Linked DNA regions of Oryctolagus cuniculus: region 2 is linked to region 1. Evidence: chromatin contacts called from public Micro-C data. All regions are on one chromosome and are shown on one strand. Each heading gives the region's core, a stretch centred on a gene start, on an enhancer-like site or on the middle of the called end of the contact. The rest is flanking DNA. Distances are from core to core; before and after follow the strand shown.

Region 1 (2,841 bases), core at 212-2,711:
ATACCCGCTCGGGGGTGGGGCGGCGTGCGGGGGGCGGCTGGTTTATTTTATTTTTTTGCGAATTGCAAGCAGGTCTTCCTCTTTCCCCGATCTCTCAAGCCTGAATCTCCTTTCAGATCGCATGTAGACGGCGCGCTGGTTTATGTAACGTCAGGGCACCGCCTAGCTCGCAGCACCCTGTCACCTCGCCGGCCTCGGGGTGGACGCGTCCGGAACCCGGCCTGCCACGCCGGACAACGCTGCCCGCCCAGGGACCCAGGGCGCCCTGCAACACACGCCCCGCGGGGCGCACGGCCGCCTGTGGCCGTGCAGGGGCCGCGCAGACGTGCAGACCCCGCTCCCCGCCCCGCACCTCCCACCCGCGTCTGCTCCCCGGCCCGCCCGCCCCCGCCGCCTCCCGCAGCAGAAACTTTGCGTCTCTCCTGGAAACCGAGCCGCGCGCCAGCTCCCGCCTCCCCCGCCCGCCCCAATTAGCGCGCGCGCCCCGCGCCTCCCGCGGGAAGGGGCCCCGCACGCCCGGGCCGCGGCTGCCCCGCGCAGGGGGCCGCACGAGCGCCAGCTGCCCCGCAGGCCCCGCCCGGGCGCAAGGGGCCGGCCTGCGGCTTCCGCCCCTCGCCCCGCGCCTTCCTGCCCCCACCCCACCCTTCCCCGGCTCCTTCCTTCCCAGCCCACGCCCGCGCCGCGCGCCCCGGCAGGACGCAGGGCACCGCCAGGGGAGGACGCCCCCCGGCAGGACGCAGGGCACCGCCGCCGGAGGAGGACGCCCCCCGCCCCGCGCGCCCCGGCCCATTCATTCTCCGCCGCCGCCCTCGCGCCCGGGGCGGGGCGGGAGGGGCAGCACCGGGGGGCGTCCGGCGTCCGGCCCCGCCCGGCTCCCCCGCCCCCGGGGCCCGGGCGCAGTGCTGCAGGCAGCCCGGGTGCGGCGCGCTGGGTGCAGTGGGTGCGGGGCTGCGGGGGGGATGCGGAAGGCCCCGAGGCAGCGGTGCCCGCAGCCACGGCCCGCACGCAGCTCCCCGCCAAGTTCAAGGGGGGGGGTGGGGACCCGTTTAATGAGGACCCCCGGCGGAGGACGCCAAGACGCAAACGCGAAACGCATCGTCTCCTCACCGCAGCTGCTGCGTAACGCCCGGAAAGGAGGTGTGGGGGGAGGGACCCAACCAAGGGGGCAAAAGACCAAAACTGAACATGCGGGGAGACCTCGGGCAGCCGCTACGCCGGCCGGGTGCCACCGCCGACCTTACCATGGCGCGGGCGAAGGGAGCGCGATCGGAGGGAGCGAGGCTGGCTGCACCCGCGCAGGGGCTGTGACGGCGAGGGGGCCTCCCGCTGCTGCTGCCGCCGCCGCCGCCGCTGAGGAGCCGAGTGCGCTCCGCGCTGTGCCGCCGCCGCCGCCTGCGCCGCCGCCCGACTGCGAGTAACGGCGCCGCGTCCACGAGCCTCCCAGCGCCACTGCCGGAGCGCGAGCCGGCGCCCCGCCGTATATATATAAGGCACGCCGTATCCCTCCGCCGCGGCGGGGCCCGCCTGGCGCACGGCGGCGCTGCGGCGGCCGGGCCTCGCGCGCCGGCCCCGCCCCCAGGCCCGCCCGGCCTCCCGCCGCCCCCTGCGCGCGCTCCGCGGCGGGCCCAGCCCGCGCCCGGGCCCGGGAAGGCGGCGGGGGGCGGGGGCGCGGGGTCCTGAGGGGACTCGCCTCCGCGGCAGGACCACCCCGAGCCCCTCACACGGCCGGACCTGGAGGAGGTGGCGGCTCCGGGAGTCGGAAGCCGTGCGCCCCGCGGCCCCTGCCCCACCCTTCCTGTGCGACCCCTCCCACCTCAGCATGGCCAGCGTCCCCGAGGGTCGCCCCTCTGTCTGGGCTCCTCAGGGTCCGCTTCCAGTTCGGGGAGGTCCGGGGGCTGGCTGCGGTGCGGGCGGCTGCGGGGGGTGGGGGCAGAGGAAGGGTCCGCACACCCTCAGCTGCCGAGCGGAGAGGGGTCTGTCGGGGGGCATTGGCGCCGGTCCTCGTGGGAGAAATTGGTCGGCGTTTCGCTTTTCAGGTTTTTGAGAAATAGCTGAGGAAGATGGTCATTTACGCTCGATTGGTAAATCTGCGTCGTGCGCATATGCTTAGCAAATTGTGGGTTTTTTTTTTTTAACGTTTCCACCGGATTTTTAGAGGATGTCGGGGGTATCTCTCCCCTACCGTCTGGTCCTCATTTTCCTCTGGAAAATACCACTCGTCCAGGCTCCGGTCTTACTAAAGTGAATGTACCTGTGCGGCTACTGTGAGGCCTTACCACTCATGCTTTAAATTCTTCACACTTTTCCTGGTGGGAGAGGGATCCGAATCTTTTTATTCATAAATCCATAGACCGAAAAAAGAATACTTAGGACGCCCCTAGATTACAGCCGGACCGCAGGCCGATTTGTGGAACTAGACTTGAGTATTAACCTGCAGTCTCGATGCTACTGCTTTTAAAAGAATCATCTTCGTTAAAATCAGTTTGCTGGGGCCATTTTTCTGGAAACCAGACGAAGGGCACTCCAGTCGTGAAGTCGAAGCCCAGGGCTCCTGGAAACCTGGGCGACATGCTGCCGGTTCTCCTGCCAAGGCAGACCACAGAATTTGATCTTTGTTTACAGGGCCCGGGCAACCGCAGCGGGTTATCGGTTCCCTTCCAGAGAGCGTGGCAGAGGGCTTCGCTTCGCCGTGTTTGCCTCTGGCCCTGACAAACTCCGCAGAAAGAAGTTGTTAGAGGACGGGCCGTGTCCGGCTCCTGGGCTGGGCTCAGGCCGCTCAGCATCTGTGGCGCTGCAGGCCGCGAGCCTGGGACACCTCGGCAGGTGTCAAAGGTCCTACCC
Region 2 (2,702 bases), core at 100-2,599, 76 kb before region 1:
TGGGTCCGCTGCCCTCTCATCTGTCCACGTGACACGCAGAGCTTTCCAGGTCCCCACGAGCAGCTCTGCCCGAGCTGACTCGAGCTGCTGGAAAGTATTCCACTGGAAAGAGGAACAAAAATCCGATGGCCCAGTTCCCCACCCACGGACACGTGCTTGTCTCCGAGCCGTGCTGTTAGCTGGCGAGCGCCTGCGGGAGGCACTTCGCACACCTGTCCGATTATTTCCGCACGGCTGGAACAGGTGGGACACCGGCCCCACGTCAGCTTTTGGAAGGGCAGTGCCACTTTGTACTTGGAGCCAACAGTAAGAACACAAGTTAATAATGGCCACTGTGCATTTGCGCCTTTTAGGTGCAACGACTCGGATAATCCTCCCCACCAACCTACAGGGTGGCCGCTCTCACTGCCCATTTTACAGACGAGAAAACTGAGGCACGGCTGTCTGCAGGAGGTCACAAGCTAGTGAGTGGCAGAATGCCTGTTAGCAACTCGCCCACACTGGGGAAAACGCTTCTGAGCTTTGGCGCATCCAACAGGAGGGGGAGGTTTCCCGGCTCGTGTCTCCATTTGTGCCCAGGGCCAGGGGCGCCTTGGCCGTGGGCATCCGTTCCTTTATCAATGGCTTTTCCTTGTTTCTTCACTGTTCTGTCGATGGGGAGTAGCGCCTCACACACACACACACACACACACACACACACACGACTCAGCCAGGCCTGGGGGGGGGGGGCGGGGGCGGTGCAGGGAGGTCCCACGCTCAGGTTCCCAGGCTCAGCCCGGCCTGGAGCACGTGTCCCACAGCAGGGGGCTCTGGGGAATGAGACCCTTGTGTGAGAAGGGACCCTGGAACCCGTGGCACTCTGCAGGGGCACAGCTAAGTCATCGGTGACTGGGACCGCAGTCCGCCCTCTCGGTCTGAAGTAACAGCTCCTTGTTTGCCCAGGCTTATCGTTTACCACGTGAAAGGCCTCACACATCCATTGGATTTGAAGCCCAGGTGGCCCGGCCCTTGTTACAAACGAAGAAACCGGGATTTATAACAGAACACACAGGAAGTGTCCCGGCCAGGACAGGCATGGAACCGCACCTGCTCCGCCTGATTGACAAGGTCAGCTCAGAACCCTCCCTCTCAGCCTCGGTTTACTGATCCAGAGAACGGGAGAATTTCCTACCTGTAGAGGCCAGGGGCCGCCACGTGCCTGGCTCCCCAGCATGCCCCAGAGCCAGGCACACGGCAGGCCTTGCCCTCACCCCCCTCTCCCCTTCCCCCGCGCAGGCCCTGGGCCAGGTGGCCCTGCCTGCCAGAGAGCTCCCAGCCGGGCTGAGCTTGGGGAGGGCGCCCAGGGAGCAGCGGGCGGGCGGCACAAGGGCTCCTTTGTGCCGGTTGCTAGGGGCCCGGCTGTATTTACTCAGCCTTGGTAAACAGGAGGTGCCCGGAGGCCCCGCTCTGTTGTGACAACTCCTGGAGCATTTGCTTCCCTCCCAAGGTGCCAGCTCCGGGTGCTGTAGGTGAGCCCCACCATCCCACCACGCGGCGGCTTCCTCCGGGCTGGAGGGCGGGCCAGCACCACCATCGTCGCCACTCAGCGCAGCCCTTGTGGCTCAGAGTGGGGGGCCAGGGCTGGCGGCGGAGGGTCCCTAACCCAAGGTCACAGAGCGGGGACTGGCGGAGACCGGCCAGACCGCAGAGCTGCCCGGGGAGCTGTCGCCCTTGCTTGGCTCTCACGTGCTGCTCGCCAGCCGTGCCCAAGTCCCCGTGCCATTCCCGGAGATCCACCCCGCCCACTTCCACTGAGCAGGGCCTAGAACCAGCAGGTTGTGGAACAACGAGAGCCACGGCCAAACAAGGGGCTCACCAAACAAGACACACGGAGAGAGGTTGTAAAAGCCCTGGCGTTTCTTTGTAACGCTTGGAGTGAACACAGGACCACTCCTAACTGCCGCCCCAAGGTGGAGGCAGGACAGGGCCAGGGGTGCTGTGAAGGCCCTCTCCACTGTGCCTGGGGCCGGAGCCTCCTTCCAGGGACGGTCGAATGCTACCCTGCAGTCCCCAACGTACCAGAGGCCTCCGGTGACAGGCCCAGGCCAAGGTGGCCAGCAGCCAGGGCCCCTGCGTGCCCTCCAGTCTGTGTCCTCCCCCAGCGCCCTTCCCCTCAGGGAAGGACAAGCCATGCTCTGGGCCCACCTCATCCCCCCCTGGGGCTCGGGAGGGCTGGGAACTGGTTTCTGAGAAGAGCCATGGCCCCTGAGCAGGTGCCCGCCAGGTGCAGCCTGGGTGGGGTGTGTCTCCTGGCCCGGACCCCGCCCTGTCCTTGCTGCACACCCCGGAGTCCACAAACAAAGGCTCTGTGTACCTTGGCCCAACCTGCACTTGCTGCAGGGAATCCTCTGCTGTGTGCACTTCCGCAAAGGTGGGGGCCGGCCACATGGGGAGGCCTCCTGACCCCAGGGTCACCCTATCCTGGCAAGCAGCCCACAGCTCAGGGCCGGAGGTTACCAGGCTCCTGCCCTGGCGCTCAGCCTGGCAGAGGAGGGTCGGGGCGCGCAGGCCCCCGCACCTGGGGAGGCATACCCAGGGAGAATGTGCTTCCTGGAAGGGGGACTCCTACTGGCCCTGCTCGCCCCGCCCCCTGCCCACCTCCAGCACCCTGTTGTAAGAAGATCCTGTTGGCCTCAGCCAGATGGTGGGTAGGAAGGAGGGAG

What was found. Hi-C and Micro-C count contacts between places; a contact is called where the count stands out from the background.
Region 2: a contact with region 1 is called in a Micro-C map of ear pinna, with 3 times the contacts expected there. The contact joins the enhancer-like site here to the promoter of CALM1 in region 1. A contact is called at or near these places in 3 of 6 Hi-C or Micro-C datasets (ear pinna, skin fibroblasts and an unstated tissue).

The regions. Positions count from the first base shown.
Region 1 is chr20:35,972,473-35,975,313 of mOryCun1.1, reverse strand. It overlaps CALM1 (calmodulin 1), which reads right to left and starts at 1,461. Exons shown (of 6, transcript XM_051826152.2): 1 at 1,242-1,461. The coding sequence starts at 1,244.
Region 2 is chr20:36,048,523-36,051,224 of mOryCun1.1, reverse strand. All of the region lies in intron 3 of LOC103351668 (a long non-coding RNA gene), which reads right to left. Among named protein-coding and RNA genes, the nearest start is that of CALM1, 76 kb to the right of the region's middle. Within about 2 kb of position 1,349, at least 2 of the 8 cell types and tissues checked have an H3K27ac peak or open chromatin away from gene starts, as enhancers often do. A contact at or near this core is called in ear pinna, where this site is marked.